Linked DNA regions of Mus musculus: all the other regions are linked to region 2. A link is a contact called in public HiChIP or PLAC-seq data. All regions are on one chromosome and are shown on one strand. The core of a region is the stretch at or near the end of the contact, and the rest is flanking DNA. Distances in the headings are between cores, read along the strand shown. Region 1 overlaps 2600014E21Rik (a long non-coding RNA gene). Region 2 overlaps Haglr (Hoxd antisense growth associated long non-coding RNA). Region 3 has its middle 35 kb from the start of 2600014E21Rik. Region 4 has its middle 5.3 kb from the start of Gm46748.

The links. HiChIP or PLAC-seq counts read pairs in DNA pulled down with a chosen protein or histone mark.
Region 1: a contact with region 2 is called in an H3K4me3 HiChIP or PLAC-seq map of embryonic limb bud, with 4 times the contacts expected there. The contact joins two enhancer-like sites. A contact is called at or near these places in 7 of 115 datasets of contacts at active chromatin or transcription factors (craniofacial prominence, differentiating embryonic stem cells, embryonic basal ganglia and 4 more).
Region 3: a contact with region 2 is called in an H3K4me3 HiChIP or PLAC-seq map of embryonic limb bud, with 4 times the contacts expected there. The contact joins two enhancer-like sites. A contact is called at or near these places in 13 of 115 datasets of contacts at active chromatin or transcription factors (craniofacial prominence, embryonic basal ganglia, embryonic forebrain and 8 more).
Region 4: an H3K4me3 HiChIP or PLAC-seq map of embryonic hindbrain shows a contact between it and region 2, with 7 times the contacts expected there. The contact joins two enhancer-like sites. A contact is called at or near these places in 7 of 484 Hi-C or Micro-C datasets (cranial neural crest, embryonic stem cells, nephron progenitors and 1 more), 14 of 115 datasets of contacts at active chromatin or transcription factors (craniofacial prominence, differentiating embryonic stem cells, embryonic basal ganglia and 9 more) and 2 of 9 other capture datasets (adipose tissue and embryonic stem cells).

Annotation. Positions count from the first base shown.
Region 1 is chr2:75,250,757-75,256,095 of GRCm38.p6, forward strand. The region is part of intron 3 of 2600014E21Rik (a long non-coding RNA gene); the gene reads left to right. Among named protein-coding and RNA genes, the nearest start is that of Gm34401, 32 kb to the right of the region's middle. Within about 2 kb of position 2,210, at least 1 of the 459 cell types and tissues checked has an H3K27ac peak or open chromatin away from gene starts, as enhancers often do. A contact at or near this core is called in embryonic limb bud, where this site is marked.
Region 2 is chr2:74,746,818-74,752,427 of GRCm38.p6, forward strand. Haglr (Hoxd antisense growth associated long non-coding RNA) reads right to left here. Exons shown (of 3, transcript NR_110445.1): 2 at 4,712-4,825; 3 at 1,605-3,826. Hoxd3 (homeobox D3) reads left to right here. Exons shown (of 3, transcript NM_010468.2): 3 at 1-1,454. The coding sequence ends at 262. Among named protein-coding and RNA genes, the nearest start is that of Gm14424, 3.1 kb to the right of the region's middle. Within about 2 kb of position 3,169, at least 60 of the 459 cell types and tissues checked have an H3K27ac peak or open chromatin away from gene starts, as enhancers often do. A contact at or near this core is called in adipose tissue and embryonic limb bud, where this site is marked.
Region 3 is chr2:75,100,018-75,105,747 of GRCm38.p6, forward strand. No RefSeq gene overlaps it. Among named protein-coding and RNA genes, the nearest start is that of 2600014E21Rik, 35 kb to the right of the region's middle. Within about 2 kb of position 1,729, at least 16 of the 459 cell types and tissues checked have an H3K27ac peak or open chromatin away from gene starts, as enhancers often do. A contact at or near this core is called in embryonic limb bud, where this site is marked.
Region 4 is chr2:75,053,398-75,059,255 of GRCm38.p6, forward strand. No RefSeq gene overlaps it. Among named protein-coding and RNA genes, the nearest start is that of Gm46748, 5.3 kb to the right of the region's middle. Within about 2 kb of position 1,979, at least 77 of the 459 cell types and tissues checked have an H3K27ac peak or open chromatin away from gene starts, as enhancers often do. A contact at or near this core is called in adipose tissue, where this site is marked.

The DNA of each region.
Region 1 (5,339 bases), core at 960-3,459, 500 kb after region 2:
TGGGTACTGGGTATTGAACCCAGGTCTTCTGGAAGAGAAGCCAATGATCTTAATTGCTGAGCCAACTCTCTAGCCACCAGTCAGTGCTCAGCTTTTTTTTAAAGAGGGTATTACTGGGCCACACAGAAAGCTTAATGGGAAAGCATTTGCTTAACACTCTTATGACCTTAAGTTCAATTCCCAGTACAAAAATAAATTCCTACAAAATATGCATAATTTCTCTGCAACGAAATCAAGGATTAGACCCTTTAGTTGAGATTGCTTTATGAAAAAAAAAACATATGTATATGTTCCAGTGAAGACTCTTAAGTGTAAATTTAATTGGGGATTATAGTAATTTGTAGTCTAAAAGTATTCTGATGGGGAGGTTCAACTTCAATGGGGTCCTCTCAATCACATCCACAACGAGGATTTTTGCTGATCCATTAGGAGAGCTTGGCTGTAAAGAAACACATTCTGGAAAGCGTGGTCGAACTTTCTTGCTCTGTTCTAGACTATAGTGCTTCCAAGAGGATGAAGGAGTCTGGGTTCCGAGGACGCTGTGGGTCACACTGAGACTGTGAGCAGTGCTTCCAAGAGGAGGAAGGAGTCTGGGTTCCGAGGATGCTGTGGGTCACACTGAGACTGTGAGCAGCTTTATCTCCCAGAAGCTGGCTCTCCAGCTCGCTTTCTGCTTGGGTCTCTGGAAACACATTTTTCTTACTTTACTCTATAAAAATATATTTATTTTTTTATTCTTTGAGGGTCCCATACATGTGGATAATGATTATTTTTTAGTCCTTGTCTCATCCCCCCCTCCCTCTTCCACTGAAATGTTTCCCCCGTAAGTCCCCTTCCTACTCTCATGTCTTTTGTGTAGGGGACAGTCTGAGCCTCCATGTGGTTTCCTGCATGAACATGGTTAGAGGGTATTTACAGAAGCTCGGGCTTTATAAAGGGTTTTCTTACCTAGAGCTAAACGTCTTAGGATGTTTTTCCTTCCCTTTGGGGCCACACTGAATAATTCCCATCCCGCTTCTGCATGATGGTTGATTTGTTTGCTCATTATAGAGAATTCTAAGTCAAGCTTCTGCTGAGGCAGGTCAAATGATAGAATTAATGGGAATATCTATTGTGGAAATCAACTAGATCTAGATTTGAATCTCATACTTATGGTGCTTTTGTATTAAGTTGAGAAGCTGGTTATTACATTATTTGACCCTCAGTTTCCTTCCTTGAGAATGGGAGTAATAATATCTATAGAAACGATAAGCCTTAAAGAAGAAATAGCACCTAGCGTGAAGCAAGCACTCAGAAATGCCAGCTCCCTTACTCCTTGATGCTTAACAACCCTGCCTTGTAAACGCATCTCCATCTCATATATCACTTCAAGTCACAAATATGCAAAGTTGGTTTTATGACCCAGTTTCATCTGACTGCATATTTTATCTAAAAATTTCTGAACACGTCGCTAGTATTATGAAGCCATCCTCCATTGCTATCTTTGAATTTCTTTTTTTTTCTATTTATTTATTTATTTATTTATTTATTTATTTCCTTTTCTTCAAGATGGGATCTTACTAAGAAGCACAGTGCTGCCACCTCTGTTATTTTAAGGCCGTTGTATTAACGGAAAGGCATAGACTAGTGTTAATCTCCCTTGACAGGGTTGCTCAAGCCCACTCACCTATCATAGTGGCATAATGGAGGATAGGGCCTCTATAGACTATCCTCTATGGTGAGATTAAATCTACTTCTTAACTCAGACTTCATTAGGATCTTTGACATACTAATGCTACTATGCAAAAAGTGAAAACTTTGGGGCTAATGCTTGCTGAGTTATGATGCTAATACTACTGAAAATAATCAAATTCCTTTAATTAGTTCATTAATTTCCCATCTGGGGTCTCCTTGTCACTTTCACAGAGACAAGGGTTTCCTTCCATTTAATCAAGGCAACCTCTAAGAAGCAGGAGTCTGAGTAGACTCGCTGGTTCCTGTCGCAGTCTCCTTTCCCAACAGCTCTCTAGACAGGATCAGTGTGGTAACTTCAAGAGTTATACAATGGAATGGGGGAAAGTTATAGGTAATCCCTTCTTCCAAACTGGCTCGAAATAAAAATTAAATGGGCCTTGAGCGTTTGTGAATGGCAGTGTTTCATTGGGCCCATGGAACACTAAGTGGGACTCCGAAACAGGGTGTTAATTCAGGCCTAATCATTTAATTCCTCTCTGTTATATGCCGTATTTATTGCCCTCCTGGATGCTTTCTATGGCCTGATAAAGAGAGTGATTCTCTGAAGCTCAGTCAGGGACCGTTTTATTTATATCGTTAGTTAGTCCAATAAAAGCACGGGCTCCAGATTCCTGCTGTTATTTTCTGTTTTGTAGCCCTGTCGTTAACTATGAAAATGCTGATGGAGTTCTCATCCTCCTCAGGGCTGGAGCTGCTTTGTGCTTGAGTCTGGGTTTGTAAGGACTAAACTGACTTGGAATCAGGGTAGAATGTCAAGTTTAGGGAAAGGCAAGTCTGGCTTCAGCAGCACACAGGGGCTCTCCGTTATTGTGTGGGGTCTGTTGTGAAAACTTGATTATTTTAAAATCAAGTTTTTATTTTAAAAAGTTATTTTATTTTAAAAAGTAAACCTGACCCCTTTGAAGCTGGAGTCTGGCTGTGAACAAGAGCAGTTTCCAAGTTTACTGACATCAAACCTCACTTCAGCTCTCCACGGAGCAAGGGTAGTTCTGAGTTTGGACAGAATGACCCATCTGTAGAGTTGTTTATGTCTGTGACACAAAGGGGAGGCGATGAAACCCAACAGCATCCAAGAATCAAATGTAAGGCCTCTTACATCTTAAGTTTCAACTGCATAGTTTTATTATTTCCCTAAGTCTCTAGAATGTTAGAGAGAAATCTGGAATAAGGACGCAACGATGGGAAACAGATTTATAGAGGTCACTTGAATTACTGCGATAGCAATCAGAACATAACGTAGGTACGTTAATATAACACACTGTGTAATTGCTCGTGCTTCCATTGGAGCTTATGTGTAGCTATCCATGTAATAACAGATATTATTTCACAGCAGATATGCAATTATCTCATCTCATTGGTGTGTAGTGCATAAATGAAGCAAATCACTATTGTTGTTTTAACACAAAGAGGTGAGAATGTTTTAAAGTTTGACAGACCTTTATATATCAGTCTGTCTCAAGCTCATGTTTAGAAAAGGAATATGAAAAATATAAACAGATAGTGGCTTCTATGCCTTCCCTAGTACTTAGGTGTTTGAATATTAGCACCATAGGGTTATATTTGGGGATATGGTCGAAACTGCATCAGCAAAATTTCTTGAATGATTATACACCATTAACTCTAAGTTTTGTCTTCATTGGAAGATAAGAAATGCATTGACTTTGCCAGCAAAGATTTGTCTTCTACTTCCTAGAGGATAAAAACAACCAACACTCAGCCTAGATCTTCAAGTACTGCATAGAACCCAGTGATTGAGGAAACCCATTGTGTTGCAATATGGCAGAAAACGGTGGCAAAGGTGTTAAAATTCCCACAATCCCAATGCTATCTGCACTGAGTGAAATGAATGGTCTGTCCAGTAATCCTAAATGCAGGGGTGTACTTCTGTGGTGTGGGGGAGAGTAGGGACTACTTACTATGTGTAGAAAGATCTATACATAGAAACTTCACTGAGTACATCAGAACTTATGAATCATCTGACTTATACTGTCACAATTGGTCTTTAAAACAGATATAGGACAAACACATCGTGCCAACGTGATAAGTGAATATCCAAAAACCTGTGCGATTGGTCTCTGGAAAGTGGATTCTGTGCTTTCCCCCTAGTATTTAGATGTTTGAAGATTAATACCATGGGGTTTTATTTGGGAATATGGCTGAATTTTGCATCAGCAAAATCTTTTTTTTATTCATTATTTATTTACATTTCAAATGTTATCCCCCTTCCCTCTTTACCCTTCCCAAACCCCATAGCCCATCCCCCTCCACCCTGCTTCTATGAGGGTGCTCCCACACCCATCCACCCACTTCTACCTTACAGCCCTAACATTCCCCTACACTGGAATATCCAGCCTTCACAGTACCAAGGGCCTCCCCACCAATGATGCCAGATAAGGCAATCCTTTGCTACATATACAGCTGGAGCTATGGGTCCCTCCATGTGTACTCTTTGGCAAAATTTCTTGAAACTATATACACCATTAACTCTAAACTTTGCCTTAGAGTTAGTGCCTTAGAAAACTTAGTTTTCTCATCCCTAATCCTGTGCAAGTCTATGAAACCAACAGAGGGAAAAGCTTTCTAAATGAATGACAGAGAGCTTCATTCAGGTCCTTATTAGTCCAAATTCTGTGCATGTCCTTGACACAAGGGTGTAAAATCATCAGTGTTGGATTAAAAATTGCTAGAGTAGGGCTGGAGAGGTGGCTCAGTAGTTAAAAGCACTGATTGCTCTTCCGAAGGTCCTGAGTTCAAATCCCAGCAACCACATGGTGGCTTGCAACCATCTGTAATGAGATCTGATGCCCTCTTCTAGAGTATCTGAAGACAGCTACAGTGTACTCACATATAATAAATAAATGAATCTTTTAAAGAAAGAAAGAAAAAGAAAAAATCACTAGGGTGATTCTTTTTTAATTGAAAGAAAAATTGGAAACACACAGTAGAGAGTAGTGCCGACATTAGAGGCCAGGAAAGGGGATTTCAGGGTAGCAGATGGTCCATATCTTGGGGTCAGAATGTCTCTGGAGCAGAGAGCCTTCAGAGGGAGTCCACAGGACGTGTGTGTTAGTGGACAGTCCTCACATGGGAAAGGTCTGCATGCACAGTGTACTTTGAAGAAAATGAAAGATGTCTGATGGTTGGTGGCAGGGAAAAGGCAGGTGTTAAGTGGGCTTTTATGAGGATTTCCTGGTGGTTTTCAAGAAAGAGTAGCTGTAGTTGGCACAGGTACATGCTATGAGCCCAGAGCCATTGTCCAAGCATGAGGGAGAACTTCTACTGCTCAGGAGAGTAGACAACCGCAAGGACTGACTCATTCTCTAGTGATTTAGGGGGGTTGTTTTTAAATGTTCTTGAAGCATTCAAATCAACAAGCCATGGCTACTCTCCCTTCTTGAGAAATACTCCAAATTCAATTGGCTTGCAGCATACATGAAAGGCAAAATTAGGTTATCATGTAAAAATCTAAGGTAGTACTCCACCCCTAATTAATGCTCTCTACATTTTTCTTATAATGTTGATGAAAAATATCCTGCTCAAGCAAGAAAAACATTCCCATCAATATGCTAGCCCTTTTTTCCCCAATATCAATATTCTTGTTAAAA
Region 2 (5,610 bases), core at 1,919-4,418:
CGCCAGCGCCAACCTGCAGGGCAGCCCGGTGTACGTGGGCGGCAACTTCGTCGACTCCATGGCGCCCACGTCCGGGCCGGTCTTCAATCTGGGCCACCTCTCGCACCCGTCTTCGGCCAGCGTGGACTACAGTTGCGCCGCGCAAATCCCTGGCAACCATCACCACGGACCCTGCGACCCTCATCCCACCTACACAGATCTCTCGGCTCACCACTCGTCTCAGGGACGCCTGCCCGAGGCCCCCAAACTGACACATCTGTAGCTGTTGCCGCCGGCCAGGCGCAATTACCTCTCTGGTTTTGGTGGCAGAGGTGGTGGTGGGGCGGGGCGGGGCCCGAGGGGCAGTTTAGGGGATCCCCCTCCCTGATCTGGCCTGGCGGATGCCTCACGAGTGGCTTCCAGCGGCCAGGGCTGACGCGACTGGGCCTCCCTCCAGGCGCGTCCTCCTTTGGGTGACTCGCCATAAATCAGCCGCAAGGATCCTCCCCAGTAAACCTGACAGTGCCATAAACTGCGGACCGAGGGACTCTAATCTGGTAATGGTGTCCCTAAGGTAAGTCCTCGACCCATCCGTGGCGAGTCCTGAAGAGGGACTAGGGCCTGGAGAACCCTGGGCCTGGCCCTTCTGTCTAGCTTAGTTTCAGAGACCTTAATTTATAATGCTCCGTCCCCTCCTGTAAAGATTGCATCGGACTAAACAATCTGTATTTATTATTTGAAGCGAGTAATTTCGTTTCCCTGATTATTTATCCTCGTCTTAATGTATTTATGTGTATATTTGTAGAATTCTGAGGCTGGGCCTAGGTACACGCTCCCAGGCCTTGGGGGGGCCACTTTTCACCTCTTTAGTCCCCTTGGTCTGAACTAGTTGAGAGGATAGTTTTGAACAGTTGTAACCATGGCTGGTGTCTGTAGTTGATGTTAAAGGATTGAGATCACAAATGGTCCTTCATGGGTAGAGTCAGGCAGCCCGGTGGCAGGACTCACGCTAGTCGTTTCTCAACAGCCGAAGCCCTCACCACTCGACACAGCTTATTGATTTCAAATTGTCTGGTACTATTTGAACAAACATTTAGAATAAAACCTTTTTTTCAGTTGGAAGTGTATCTGTGTTAATCGCACACATCTGCAAGCAGATCACTCTGTCTTCATCCCTCTGTATGATCCCGGGTTGGGGGAAAAGGACCCTCTGAAACATTTTATTTATTCGGAACCTATTGCACAAAATTGGCGTGGAGAAATACTTGATTACATTTAAGCTCTTAAAACTGAGCGGCAGTAATTGGAGGATGCAAACTCGATATCACCTAAGTGGGGGGCAGTCGCAATAGGATTTTGCCAGAGCAGCGCCTGCATGCTCTTTCTATACATGATCGTCACATGGGCGGGTGTGTGTTCATTTTTTCTGCATTAAATAATAAAAAAATAAACTTTGGGGAAAAACCCTGACAATCAAAGAAAAAGCATAAGAGAAACAGGCAGGATTAAGCGAGAAAAGCTAAGGTGCTGTGGTATAAAAGGAAATGATCATGTAGAGACAAGCATCAGGCTTTTTCCCCCGTCCCCCAACCCCCTTAGGAAGTGCTCACAATTTTTTCCTTTGTAGTGGTCAGCAGTTCACTTTTAAAGAAAACAAACATTCTTCACAATGTAAAATAACGAAAGGTTCATTAATAGAACACAACACGTATAAACACCTTGCTTACTCCTGTTTCTTTGTGCAAAATGGGCGAATAGTCTACAGAATTTATAATCGTTTTGTAAATATTATTAGTGTGGCTCTAGGAAGGGTCGAGCACTTACACCCACTTCTATAGAAGGGAGCACTTGGAAAAAGGCCTTCAGACAAGGTTCAATTATTTTGTATTTCAGCAAAGTCCACCCACGCATCTCTAGTTGGTTTGGCAAATATGCAACTCCCACTACCAGCCTGGTGACACGAGGTGAAATTCCCATTGTGTGGAGATAACTTCTACTCTTCTGGTGCAACAGCAATCGTTTTCTATTTGGATGTTTGTGTTTCGCTCAGTAATGATGGCTCAAAAGAATATTTAGTTTCCTTGTTCCTTTGTGCTGTTTTAAAAATGGCATGTTAGGCTGGGGGTGGGAGGGGTTATCCTTTTGCTAAATTTCACTCTATCTGAGCAAGTTTAAAGTATATATGTTGTAGAATTGTATCAACAGAATAAATGACTTCAATCGAAGGCATATTTTACCCACTCTCAAGGCTTAACATTGTTTTCTCTGAAATTTGCATTCCTAGACAGAATTTATAATTGTAAGAAATTATTTTTTAAGCTATTACGGAAATCAAAGAAATGCTAGCTGCCTCGTAGGGAACCACAGCCACCTTTCTTAACTGGCTAAATATTAAATAGATGAATTGTCAGGCTGTTTAGATTCAGCCCGGTTTCTCTCATCTCCTCTTCATACCATAAATAATAATAAAAATACATAATGCATCATGGCTCCAGGCGTTTCCCAGCGCGGTGTGTTACCACAGGAGTATCTGCTGAGTCTGCGGGTGTCTGCAATACCCCAAGCGTCATCTGTGGCTTAGGGTTTCATGGATTACTTTAAACAGTGTCTAGCCCGGCTGACATCAGCTTCCTCTCACACATAGGCTCTAAGGAAGTGTCAGGTTGGGGGTTCCCACCGTCTAGGCAGCCGCAACCTCACAGGCCCGGCGGTGGAGGGAGGATGTTGGAAGAAGGGGGAGGGGTCGCTTCGACCAAACCTGCCGCCTTCGCCTACCTTCTGAAGTTCTGGAGACTTCAGAGAATTGCTTGGTTCTTTCCTGCCACCAACGCGAGTCACGTGACAGGCACACTCACTCCTAGCGTGGGTGGGGGCGGCGGCGAGTTCTGGGAGGGCACACTCCCACGCGGCCGCCCGCCGGAGAGAGCTGGGCCCGCGGCACAACCATTTAAAACTTCATAAATTATAAACAAGCCGCCTTGGCCTTCGCCATAAATTCCGCTCCTCTTGAGCCTGCAATTAGTGTTAGGAAGCACCCAAGTCTAAACACAACCAAACGCTCTCCGAAGGGTCCAAGTGCCCGAGGTTGCAAGCCTTTATTTATTCCCGGGTGCCACCCCCTCTGCACTCGAGGCTTGCACACAGTCACCTCCTCCCCCGCCACCGCGGGCAGTACACACTCCGCTGGGTTCCCCGCTTAGCCCGGGAAGGTCACAATAGCAGCTCTATCCACCGAGGCGCTCGCCGCCTCCTCCCTCCCGGGTCTTCGAGAAGCAAAGAAAGGAGTGTGGGGGAGGGGAGCCTGGCCAGCAATGGCGCCCGGGTCTCAGGCCTCTGCTCTTGTTTCAAGACGAGACCCGGGAAGTTGGCATGGGTAGGGAAGCAGCAGCCTAGCTTGTCTTTCTCCCACGACGCTCCTCTCCCACGACGCTCCTCTGCCCCCAGAGGCTTCACCGCCCGATTGAGGATGCCCCAAAGCAGTCAGGTCTACCCGAAATCCAGAATCCATTGAGCCAGCGGCTTCCTTTCTGATCCTTTGCAGAGGAATAGATGCCAGACGGAATAGATGCCAGACGGAATAGATGCCAGAAGGGAGGAGCACCTGGGCCCCTCCGGAGGGCGTTGGCCTTGGGAGGTGTCTCTCTTTTGAAGAAGGGGCAGGATGACTTCGGTCCAGCCTTGGGCACACCTTCTTTTTCTCCATAGTTTTTGAGGCGCGGGGGCGGGACGAGGAGGGGGTGGGGATTAGGAAGGTTGTGGATCTCCGGTAGAGTATTAGGTCTAAAGGAAAGAGATCAGGTCCTTGGCTCATGGGTGGCAGTCATTTGGGCCTCTCTGGTTGTTCCATCTAGGCAAACAAATGTGGATTAACGTAGGATGGCGGTCAGGCAGAGGTATGGCCCTGCTGCAAAATGGAGGTGGGAGTGGAGGAAGAGGGACCGTTTCCTTAGCATCCCTGTAAACCTCGGGGTCCATTCTGGAGTGGAATGCCTAGACCTAGCGAGAGGGTGCGAAGTTGTCATGGAAAGCCCTGGAGGGTGGCCCTGGCCACTGGTAAGGAGGTTAGGAAAGGAAAGGAAAGGAAAGGAAAGGAAAGGAAAGGAAAGGAAAGGAAAGGAGAAAGGGAAATCAAGTACAGATTCTGCCTTCTAGCTTACAGACCAACCTCATCCAGGGAACTGACAGAGAAAAATCTGCCTCTGATAGAATCATTAAGTTAAGCATCCATTTGTACCATTTCTGTGTACAGGCTTTCAAATGGGAGAGAGGAAGAGGATACTGAGCTTGTACTTCCCTTGGTTCAGCCCCAAGTCCAGTCCCTATCAGAGATGTGTCAGCTACATTGGTTTCTGAGGCCCCAGAGGCTGCTAACCTTGCTGAACAAGAGTTTTCACATTTCTGTCTAGAAGAACTACTAGCAGTGATCTCCTACGCTAGCTAGCTACTGTCCTTTCTCCCTCACTGGGTACCACTCCAATGGTTCATGAGTGAAGTGCTCTCCTCAGCCACCAGGCTTGGAAGCCCAGACGGTTTTCCTTTAGAGAAGGTAAAGAGGAGAACATGAGAGAGAGAGAGAGAGAGAGAGAGAGAGAGAGAGAGAGAGAGAGAGAGAGAGGAGAGAGAGAGAGTTTGAATAACAAAGAGGCTAACTCTTCCTTCCAAGTATTTGACCCCATGGCGGGTACAAGCTTGTTTACACCCAGGGATTGTCACAGGTCTGTTTTGACTTTACCAGAATTGGTTGAAACTTCCTTGTGAAGTCAAGAACTTGGTAATCCCAGTTTACAGGTCTAGGAAGGTCTTCATCTGGGTGTTCTTGACAAAACTTTGGTCCTTCTTTGAGAAACTTAAAGAAAATAACAGAGGTTTATGAGTATGCAAGAAAGGCAGGTGGCTCAGACCGTCCCCTCACCCCCTTGGGCTTTGCAATTTCCCAGATAGGGTATATTTAGAACCTGGGTCAACAGACCTTTGGGTGTTGAGCCACTTAACCAACTGAGTCTGAGTTGTCCCTAGCCAAGCCTTATCTAACCTTACCTAAGCCACACTTTTAAGGGCTGGCTCTTGTAGATTTCTCTCTCAGAAAGTCTGGATGGATAGCACAAGGCCTGATGGATGAATCCTCTGCCCTTCCTGCTTTGTTGGTGCTGAAGGAAAGTGATGGAGAGGACCATAGCTTACCTTGTTTTCTACTCCACTACAAATGCTCTTACCTTTGGGGTCCAAGGTCAGTGTCAAGTGGATTTATAAACCTGATCTGAAGCCCTTCCTTAAACATTTCCCTCAGGTCTCACATCCTGCCTGTCTAGTTGCAAAGTTCAAAGACAATCCATTTTAGGTCATGTCCAGTGTGTCCAAACTGAACAGACTGGCAGGAGGCTCAAGGCCCAAGGATGCCAAATCTTTTGCCATAGCAGAGAAATATAAATGCCACCACGCCATCCCATCAGGTCTGTGGGGGTGGAGGCCATTGCATGTGTCTTCATGGTCTTCATCTTATGATAACCACTTTTTAAAAGCAACCTGGAAGTTGGACTGATGGTAAATATGGCGGATGGCAAATCTACACGCTACCACTAAGCTACACCCACAGCCTGTGACAAAAACACTCGATTGGTTACTCTGGCTAGT
Region 3 (5,730 bases), core at 479-2,978, 350 kb after region 2:
TGGGTATTCCTAAGAGGCCAGGGTGGGTTGTTCAGCAGCAGCATCTCTCAGCAGGCTCAGATGTACTCCTATTTAGTACTTAGAAGCATTCGTTGTAGTTTCCACGTGTTCTCGCTGGGTCTGTCCTATGGAGGAGAGACTGTGCTATCTAAGCCTCCACTATATCATGTGATGGTGTAACCTGGAGTTAGGCATTGCTTCATAGCAGGCTTGGTACCTCTCATGTCCCTGAAAGGGGACAAAACCCCTAGGGACTGCAAGCTACCGTAGAGCCTTGCCTGAGCTGCTCTGAGGGATCTGGTCACAGCCAGGCTGAGAGACAGGACTTAGTTGTGTGTCCTTGACTGGAATCCCTCGGGTCTGACTGCCTCTGTTACTGCACGGTGAGTGCTGAACTGGGCTCTGAGTCAGGAGAGATGTGTTGTCCAAGGTGACCATGGACCCATCTGTTAGTCAGGCCCATCTGTGATCACTCACCACCATTGCTCAGACTGACCATGGTTCAAGTTCACATTAACACTTCAGAAAGAAAGAAAATGACTATTAGATACTCAGGTTATTGTGATTAATATATGCCCATTTTTATTTCCAAGATTTCCTTAATTTGGTAATTAATGTTCATGAACATCCCTGAGAGAATGTAAATGAATATAATTCTGTCTCTAAGAATATTAAAATTGAAAATGATGACAAAAATATATAGCCCTATAACTAACCTCTCAGCCTTTAATATCTCTATCTCTCTCTCTCTCTCTCTCTCTCTCTCTCTCTCTCTCTCTCTCTCTCTTTCTCTCTTTCTCTCTCCCTTTGTGTCACTTTCTTGGAGGGAGGATGGGGGGGGCAGGGAAGAACAAGGGTGTCATTTGTGAAGGCACTGGACGCTGTCTACCACAGATCTCTTTAATAACATTGGCAGCAGTTCCAGAATTGATTTGTATCGATTTATATGCCAATGCAAGATCACTGGCACATATTATCTTGTCTTACATCATCATCAACACTTAATTGTGATTCTTTTCATAGTAAAACAGAAAAATTAATTTCCCAATTTTTTTATTACAAAGCGAAATGCCACTCTACAAATCAGGTTTTGATAATTTTGACAGCAATTAATGTTTTTCTCTATAGTAATATAGGAACAAATCTTGATTTCTGAATTAGGGAGAGAAGAAGGGGGAGAGGGAGGGAGGGAGGGCGGGCAGCTGGCACAGGGATCTCCCCATCTGCATAGTCTTCCCTACACTGGGTTGCAAACAGAAGTTTACTGTGGCCATTTGCCCTGAAAGACGTGGACCCTCCATGACATTTGCACACTGCTTTAACTAACAGTCGTTTCCTGTGTTCTGGGTCTGAAGCCCCGAACTTGGCACTTCATTTCCTCAGGTCATTCAATACTTGGAACAGCCCTGCGAGTTAGGTGTCCTTATTTTCCCATTTTATAAAGGAGAAAACTGGCACCAAGAATGTCTAGGCAAGAAGATCTTGTGTTGCGGGTCAGCTTGGCCTATATAGTCAGACTGTCTGGACGCAAAACAAAACAACGTGACGAACAAAAAAAACCCAAAACGGACACTGTTTCAAGGCTGCACACACAGTGGGCCTATTGCTGTCTGTGGACAGATTTCCTCTGAGTCAAATGCCTGTTTCTGCTCTAAAACTGCACCGATTGGTTCAGACCCAACACCACGCCCCCAAGCACGATCAGATCCCGCCTTATTGCTAGCTGGTTCACCTTACCAGAACCGTTTCCTTTGAAGTGGAGTAGTCTCCCAGCAGTGCTTCTCTCGCCCAGAGCAATCCTGGTAGCTCCTGCCTTTGATGGGGTACTGGGAATGTAAAACTCTTCATTATCCCATTAGCCATAATCTCTTCTGCTAAGCCTAATAATTTATGAACACTATTTAAGCTAATGTATAGTTGCATGATTTTACGGCTAGTCTACTTTTTCACGAGGTGACACATTTAGGTGTGTAGATCCTCGGTGGGATTTTCTGAAGGGAGAGATTAGATGACTTTGACAGGACACCTTTGTAGAATCCCTTCCTTCCCAAGGGCCTGCAGAGACGACCGCAGCGTCCCTGTGAGTGGAGGAGGCTTGAGGTGCAGGAGCCATCAGAAGAAGACTTTCGCGATTGCTGCTCAGGTTTCATGACAGAGGGAAATCTTGGGGGAAGTACAGGAGCCTCCATTCCAACCTCCCCACTAAGCAGCTTTCATAAAAATTAGTAGAGGCCATTAGACGACAAGTGTAAGAAAGATTCATATTGACCCTTTAGCAGAAAGGAATTTATTGCAAAGTCACATGTGGACTGGAATTGAGAAGAGGCGAAGTCTTAGGGGTGGAGGATGCTGCAAGATGCCAGTCCCAGTATCCTTTGTCTCTCTTCTCTCTCCCTCCCCTGCCCACCCCCTCCCCTGCCTTTCCCCCCTCCTCTGTCTCTCTCCCTCCTCTCCCATCTTGATCTCATGGTGTCTGCTCTCTGGAGCCTCCCATCTCCTCCCTAGGTCCACTGTTCCAACCTAGCTGCTCAGTTTATTCCCTCTTCTCCAGACATTATAACACAGCCAAGGGGCCAACTGGGGCCTTTTATTTAGGTGGCTCAAGCTGTAGAGCAAATTTGTACTTGAATTTTTTAAAAATCAAGTTGTACATTGTTGCCAAATAATCACAGAATCTTAATTTATTCAAAGGAAAGCGTTAAGGCTGCTACAGCCTATCTATCTATCTATCTATCTATCTATCTATCTATCTATCTAATTTTTTTTTCTTTTGTGTCTTCAGCAGACTCCTGCTTTTTTGTTGTCCTGACTTTCTGTAATGGAAGCTTGTCCTTGTGACAATTCACTTAACCGGCCAGTCCATAGACATCCTTGTCAGGAGTGGGAAAGCACCTCACTGTGCAATGGTCCACAAATATAGCAATCTGCTGTTGTTACTGTTTGTTAATATGTATTGATTAATCTAATTCCTGTCCCCCCAAGTTGACCAAACAAATTCAACTTTCTCTCTCCTTCCATGTGAAGACTTACAGTGGCTAAGCTATGGACGGTTTTGTTTTTTTGTTTTTTGGGTTTGTTTTCTTTTTTAATGGTTTAACACACCCATGGGTCTCCTGTAAATATCTATAGAGGAATAATTTCAAATTCAGACAAATGGCTTGGATTTTTGGATGAGTTGAATAGTCAGGAGGCATAGTCAAGGGATCCTGGAGATACTTGGGCAGGAATAGGTTGGTAGGTTGGTTGGGGGGTGCTTTGAAAAGACTATTTTCATTTTTGGATCCAACAAAACCATTCATGTTAAAAACCATGTGTGGTCTTTCCTTGCGCTCGAAAACTTGGCCCATTTCTTCACCTTTGATACGCCCACCACCTCTCTTAATGCAGTAACATGCCTGTTTCATTCTCTTCCAACCTTCCCCACCAACACAGACTTAGATTAAAAAGAGATTGCAAAAGATCGGTTAGAAGGAAGCAGACACACTTCAGCAATCTGCGTGCTCGGGGCACTGAGGCCAGATCTCTTGTGTTTGTCCCATTTTTTTTTGTCCCATTTCTCATTTAAAAAAAAATAGAGACCATCACTCTCAAAGAAGCTCAAAGCAGAGAGAAAGAGTTTATAAATATTTAGATAACAGACACTTTAAGATATGTTTACAAGAAACAGTCTTTGGCACTTCATAATTGCATTTAATTAAGGTTAATAATTAGCTTTGTAAAGAACCCAAAGCAAAGAAAAGAATTAGACAAATGATCTTAGACCTGGAGATGCAAAATTCTCCAAGTGCCTAAGACTCACTGGAGGGTTTCCCAAGCTTTCTACTGGGAACATGGATGACAACAGATCGAATCTGAGCCCCAGTGCTGAATACCTCGGCTCTGTTCATGGGCTGGTGATAAGGTAAAAGATCAGAGATGTAAAGACCTAATAAAAAGAAATCATAGAAAGAAAGGTGCTATCTGTGTATTTATCCAAGGTGATGTTGCCCAGACCCTCTCAAGAATGCTGCTACGTGGTATCAGCTATAAAACGGTTAAGAGGTAAAAACAAACAATGAAAACAAGACCCTCAAGTAAACAGACAAACAAACAAAAATCCCAAGAGTCAGCCAGAGAGCGCCTGGGCTCAGCATCCTTTCATCCCTGGGAGGGCGCTGGCCTTTGAAGGCTGCACAAAAGGCTGAGAGTGGAGCTTTACAGCAGCACAGAAATGGAGCCTGTTACTGCACTCATATAGTTGGCATGTGCATGCATGTGCGTGTGAGAAGGACATGTTACTACTCTCTCCTGGGACCTGTGAAATAATGCATAGAGCCCCGGCATCGAAGGGCTGGGTCTACATGGGTATTAAGACTTGACCTTGCCGATGGGTTTATTGTATGTCTAAAGTCACAGTGATCAGAGGCAGTTAGCTAACAGGACAGGGAGTCACAGGGATCTTCCAAAAGTAGAGTCTGATGGCAAAGACTCATGTGGGGGATGTATCTGGGGTGGGGGGTGGGGTCCAGTTGATCAAGGGTGAAAAATAGAAAGTTGGGGATGGGGGAGTCAGTGAAATGAGTCAACAGGTAAAGACACTCGCAGCACAAGCCAAGCCAACTGTGTTCAACTCCCAGAACCTATGGACAGAGAGAAGTGATCACTCAAATTGTCCTCTGACCTCTCTATTGTGAACAAACACACATAAGAGGAGAGAGAGAAAGAGGAAAAGAAAGAGAAATAGAAAGACAAAGAGACACAGAGAGATAGACGCAAAGAGACACATAATAAATGCAAAATAATAACTATAGCAACACACACACCAAAACTCTGTTGAGTGTAAAATGCAGAAAGAAAAAAAAATCAATTGAAGATGCACTATGGAGCCAGTTCCTGATGCAGACAAGTACACTAACTTGCCAGGACCAGCAGAGGACATAGACACTTCTCAAAGCTTCTCATACCAAGAGCGTCAACAACCAAATGCACTCATGTGTCAGTGTTCTTGTGATTGGCAGGCTCCCTGGCTCTGGCTCCATGCTCCACCCCTGAGCTGCAGCCCCAGCTCTGTCCCTGAACAACTGCAGGTGACCTGCACAGGCTTCCCTTGGCTTCTGAGAGTCCCAGGCCAGGGTTTTAGTTACTTCAATTTGTCAGCATCTAGTAGTTCAGAGTGGTTCCGATCTTCGTTTGTTTTATTTCTGTGGAGTTAGCTGTCACATATCTTCTTTCTTTGCTGATTTTATTTATTGACTATTTTCGTTTTCTCTTAATGGAAATAAAGTCTGGTTAAAATTTTAGTCTTTCTGGAAAATCAAGTACTGGAGCTTGGGCTGGAGAGCAGTAGGGCAAACCTGGGTTTGTTCCCCAGCTAAGCAAAATCAAATAAGCCCCGCCTATTAGTTAGCCTTGGGTTTTTTGCTTGTTTGTCTTGTTTTTCCTGCTTTATTTGTTTTTGAATCTTTACCTCATTATTAATATAAACTTTCTGCTAAACTTAGGACTTAGTTCTTTTTCCTACAGTGAAGTCCTCTCTTTTAAATCTGTCACTTTCAGTGTAAGTGCCTGCAGTCACATAAATTCATGTTAATGTATGTCCTTACCACCAACACAATCCTAGAAACAGTAGAACAGTGGTCCTGAGGCTATGGACAGGGCACTGTGGTTATATGGTGTTGTGGTGCAGATATGATCTACTCCATAAGTCCTGTGTTTGTTGGATGCTCTATCCACAGCTAAAGGCATTATTTG
Region 4 (5,858 bases), core at 729-3,228, 310 kb after region 2:
GGCTGAAGCTGTCTTTCTCAAAAGGCATAGTCAGCAAAGACTGGTACCGCTCATCCCAGGATGCTTTTATCTGTTGGTGTAGTGCCTGGCCATTGTGCAGTAGGTAGACAGAGCACATTGTGAAACATCTGGGTCTGGATAATTAACATCCGAACTGGATAGGCAGTTCACAAGAGACAAGATGGCAGATCCAACCAGGGCAGGCTGGGTTACCTGGACAGGGCTTGGCTTTTGTAGCTCAGAGATGGTGTGAATGGAACTGGGGGGGGGGGGGGGCAGACCTTGTAACTGTTGACAAGATACTGAGTCTCCCTGACATTTTTCTCTTCTGTGGTGAGAATAATAATTAGAACCTGCTTGTATTTTTTTTTTTTTTTTGAGGACTTGGTGAGTGTCTTAGTTGCTATTCTATTGCCGTGAAGAGACTCCATGGCCAAGGCAATTTTTATAAAAGAAAACATTTAATGGGGGCTTGCTTACAGCCTCAGAGAGCTAGCATATTTTTCTTCCTATTCTTATTCTTCCCATGGAGAACATGGAAGCAGGCTTGGTGCTGGAGAAGTAGCTGAGAGCTACACCCTGATGCAGAAGCAGTGTTTGAAACCTCAAAACCTGTCCACAGTGACACGGCCAGCTACAACAAGGCCACACCCACTCCAGCAAGGTCATACCTCCTAATCCTTACACTAACTGGGGACCAAGCATTCCGTCATATGACCTATGGGGTTCTTCTCATTTACAGCACCACAGTGAGTTAATACACAGGAGATGCTGAATATGTGGCACGTGGTCAGTATCAGCTGCTAACTCCCCCTCATTTGTACACACATTTGTCTCACTGCCTTGCCCAGGACTGTGGTTAAAATGAAATTACTAACCCTGGATGGAGAATGTATGGCACAGGATAGACATGATCATCTGATGCAACCGAGTATGCCGCTAATTTTCAAGGGGCTATTTTTAAGTAGGAAGTTCAAGGTTTTAGGTTTCAATCCATATCTCCATTTAAAATGGTTCTCCAGGCGTTCATGGGGGGGGTGGGGGGGTGGTGTTCATTCGCTCCATGTTCTCTGTTCCTACTTATCTCCCGTGCCAGCTTTTGGGTTTTCTAGAACTCACTTTCTACAGCCCCCTCAGAAAAGTGGAAGAGTTAAACAGCAGACAGAGACCTCCTTGAAATTTCACTAGCCTGTGGCAGCAGCTTCTGGGGCAGGTTGGACCAAGAAATCCCATCCTACACCGGGCCAGGCACCATGCCTGCAAAGCTCTCAGGCCACACAAATCTGGCGATTATGCCTGTAAAGTCTTTGTTCTGGATGGGCTGGCCCTTGGATTTGAAAGGGTTCTCCTTTCTTAGAGCCACATGCAGAACTAAACTGCACTTCGAGGATACGCAGGAATCGTATTTACCTCCCTGTTCACAACCTGGCGACCCTAGCTGTCCCTTTGCCCCTGGCCTGGGTCCCACATTTTGCATCTCACCACAGCTTACAGAGTCAGGCTTGGGGACAGTGAGAACCTAGCTCTGCTTTCCAGCGGGGTGGCGGGGTTATTGAAACGGATATGCCTTTCATAGCCCTTTTTGTTAGGTGTCACATGGCTCCACAGGACGCTCCATCCTAACATCCTCCTGTGGTCTGAACGGTGGTGACGGGGATGGGGGTTGAGGGGGCAAGGCTTGGGGGAAGGGCTGCTTAAAGCTTTCCTTTCCACGTCATACCTCTGGGGGAAGACAGGATTTCTCTTTCCTTCCTTCCTTCCTCCTTCCTTCCTCCCTTCCTTCCTTCCTCCCGTCCCTCCCTCCCCTCTCTCTTTACTTAAAGCAAACCCTCAAGACACTCCCCCCAAAAGAAACAAAACAACAACAAAAGACAAAAACAAATAAACAAAAAAACCCCAAGTTCCTCGAATAGATTGCTTTCAATTTCCCCTCCCCCCTCCATATAGCCCACGACGCCACCAACAGTGCCACCTAGTGGCCAAATACAAATTTGTCCCTTCATTCTGAGTCGGCCAGCTTTTTAAAAGAAAAGAGAATGTCTCAGGGAAGTAAATGAAAAAAACAAAACAAAAAAAAAAAAATGTTGTTTGGGGAGGGGGCATGTTCCTATATTTTCTTAAGAACATAATGAGGCCTAAAACCCGTTTTCTCTAGTTTCTTCCTGCAGGCGTTTACATTCTTAAAGTAACAGCCACTCTGATTTTATTATAATTTTAAAGTTGCCTGCTGATGATCAGTATTTTACACTTCAGCACGGATAATCTACACTTCAAAGTGTAATATTTTTAAATGAGTGACATAAAAACAAACCAGAAACATGTCTCAGACTTTACAACCACATTGCCTGGTAAAAATGCTATATATTTTAATATTAAAATTTAAAATGCTGTATATTTTTTAATAGTAGTAATCTCTAGGAGGAGATGAGAATTTTAGCCAATGGATTCTTTTCAAAAGCAGAGGAAACAGTGAAAAACCTCTTTAATGAAATCTCTTGGACGTTTCAAAAAATGAAAACTCCTGATTTCACTTTAAATGAAATTTAAATTTTTAAATAATTTCATGTTCTCAGGAAGCTTCGGAATAGCATAAATAAGACCTGTGCACTACCTGGCTTTTCCCAATAGTGACATTTAACAAGACTCTAGTATGCTGTCAACACAGGAAACCAACATGGGTACAGTTCATGCGATTTATTCTTGTCCCACCTGCTCTGTGTGCGCTCATTCTTGTGTGAATATAGTTCTATGCAATGTCATCGTATGTGTAGATATACGTACCAACGCCATGATCCGAATTCTTCCATCACCACAGAACGGCATTGTGCTACCTCTTTCTTATTAAAAAAAAGAAAAGAAAGAAAGAGAGAGAGAAAGAGAGAGAAAGAAAGAAAAGACCAAACATGCCATTGTCTCTGCAGGAATAAGGCACGAGAGCAGCAACAGCAAGGCCATCACAAAGTTGTTGAACACCATAGCGTGTTATGTTATTGTTTAAATAATAGTGCTACGTATCCCCCAGCTGTAACAGTTTCCATTTAAAGAGATCACAGCAACAGGCAAAGAAATGGCAATTCATAGGATGCCTTCTAACACATCAGATTAAACCCCACAGCCACTAGGCACTAAGCCAGGTGTTGAAGGCACTACACGGAAGGGCAAAGTGCACTGCTCAGCCCCAGCCCCTAAGTCTTTAGCCAAGACTTTCCTTGAGACCTTTCAGTGGCCAGGGCCACCCTAGGCTCTGTAGATTCAAGAGTAAGGCCTGCTCTGACTACACAGCTGGGCACAGAGCCATTGCTGACAGAGTTGGATGGAACGTGCGCTTACCTTTCTAACTCTTTACCTCTTGCGGGGTGGGTTTACAGCTTCAAACTTACCTACCAGTAGGTCTACAATATGTTGGGAAAGCTGCTTTATCACGAGAAGCAAGGGTGATTTGAGTAGCTCCTCTGAGGGAAGCAAAGGTGAGATGCAGTGTGTGAGCACCTGGGAGTCAGCCATAGGCCTCTGTGTCGGCTTTGCCACCCATTCCCTGGGGTCCTTACATGACCGTTGATTACCTTAAATTTCCCCATGTCAAGGCGAGGGACTTCAGCAGATCATGGCCAAAGTCCTCTCCGTGCTATCTTATAAAGTAAAGGTTAAAAGGTTTCTTGGTGGTATAGGATTCTAATTATTGAGTTGGTGATAAAAGTTAATTAGAAATGCTTCATACAATTTAAAATAGGCTTCTATCTCAAAATGGATGGTTTAAGGACTGTGGATTCTTGTAAATAACCCTGGGGTATTTATTACAACTGTACTAATGGTATCACTGTCCTACATTCCTGGTGAGTGGAGATCTCGCTGATGAAGGAATTCTGGAGTTCAAACGCGCCTCTCCCACCTGTGCCACCTTTCAGAGCCATTAAAGCCAATGAACTTCATCTGCTCTCTTCAGTTTGCCATTTACTGACATGATATCAGGCATCTAGTTTACTAGATGAAATTTAAAACACAGATAAATATTTCATGTTCAAGATTTTAAAGGATTCTGATACACGAACAGAACTTCAGCTGTGTGGACTGGGGAGCTGGCTCGGTGGATACAGCACCTGCTGGCCAAGTGCTGGAACCAGCATTCGGATCCCCAGAACTCACATCCAAGTTGGGTGGGTACAGTAGCCAGCTTGAATCCCAGAACCTGGGAGGCAGAGGCTGGGGCTTCCTTCAGCAAGCTGGTTGGCTCAACTTGGTGAGCTCTGAGTTCAGGAAGCAGGTCTGTCTCAGTGAATAAAGTGGAGCGTGACCCAGGAAGAAGACAGACATCAACTGCAGACCTCTACATGCGTGTCCATGTGCACCAGCACACACATGAGTGCACAGTGCTCACGGCATTCCTGCCACACCAAAGTCTTCACACGTGTGACTTATGATCCACGCAAAAGGATAAGACCTTCAATGACCTTGGAATAATATTTCTAGCCACCAAAACTTAACATTTGTTTAAAAATACTAATATTGACAATCCCCTACCTCTGGGCATCACACATACCGGAAAATATGGACAAAATTTAAGTAAGAAAATGTAGAATGAAAGGTTCATAGTCTAAGAGGCGATAATCTATTTTCAAATGGTTGGCCATTTTAAGGGATTTATTCTTTCGGTTAAGGTATTTTAGGTGAACATTTACTATATGCCAGGCATTGGAGAAATAACAAGGAATAAAACATAAAAATAACTGCCTTTATGGCTTTTCATTCTTGGGTATAAGTTGAAAAGACAGGATAGAAGGCAAAAAATGAGGGAAGTTACCTCACTAGAAGGTAATAGAAGAAATACGTAAGACAGAAAGAAGGTGTGTGTGAGTGCGTGTGTGCATGTGTGTATGTGTGTGTGTGTGTGTGTGTGTGTGCTTGTGCGTGTGCGTGTGTGTGTGTGTGTGTGTGTGTGTGTGTGTGTGTAGTGCAATTTTACATGGAATGGTCCAAAAAGGCCTCTGAGAAGAGGGGATGCTTATGAGAACTGGAAGGATGAAAGTGCCGGTACATTCCAGCTCCCTAATTCCAGGCACAGCTGGATTCCAAGGATGAAGAAGTTTGCTTGCAGCTCTTAGCATGAAGACCCTGGCCTGCTCCTCACGGGCTGTCTCTGAGATGTCTAACTTTATGAATGCAGGCTCAGCCTTTTTACAGCCATCTAGAGGAGTGGATATCCCCTCACACAGGCATGCTTGTGTAGCCTGACACTGGCTCATTGGTCACTGCGTTTCTCACTGAATGACTCCCTGCTCTCTGGAGCTCTCTAGACCAGGATGCATTCTGCCCCATCCAACAGCCATCTGTCCCAATCCAATTGGAGCTGGGCATCTAGACTAAGCAAGTTGTTGACTAGTCTATCAAGGCAAAGAGAGAAAGTGCCAGGTTGCCCTTTAGATCTTTTGTTTGTTTGTTTGTTTGTTTTCTTTCCCATGTTGCAAAATCTAATAATAGTGATAATGATGATGATGGTGGTGGTGGTGGTGATGATGATGCCATTTTTCAGTATAAGAAATAAAACATAAAATCTGAAATAAAAGTTCAACATAAGAGTCATAACTGCGGTACCAGTGGGTCGTTTCAGGTATAAATTTCTGGTACTGTAAGACCCACTCAGCCACTTAGGAGCTGCCCTGCCCCCAAGATGTTTTCGGTACATCCTTCATTTTGTCTTCTGTTTAAAATATGAGGTAGAACCAACAGATTCTAAAAGGCAATTTTGTGGATTTGTTTAGGCATACATGAAATAGATCTCTCCGACCCAACTTCCCAAACCTACTCAGCCCATTCCCTAATATTTAATTCTCTAATATTTAAAAATATTTACAGAGGTAGAT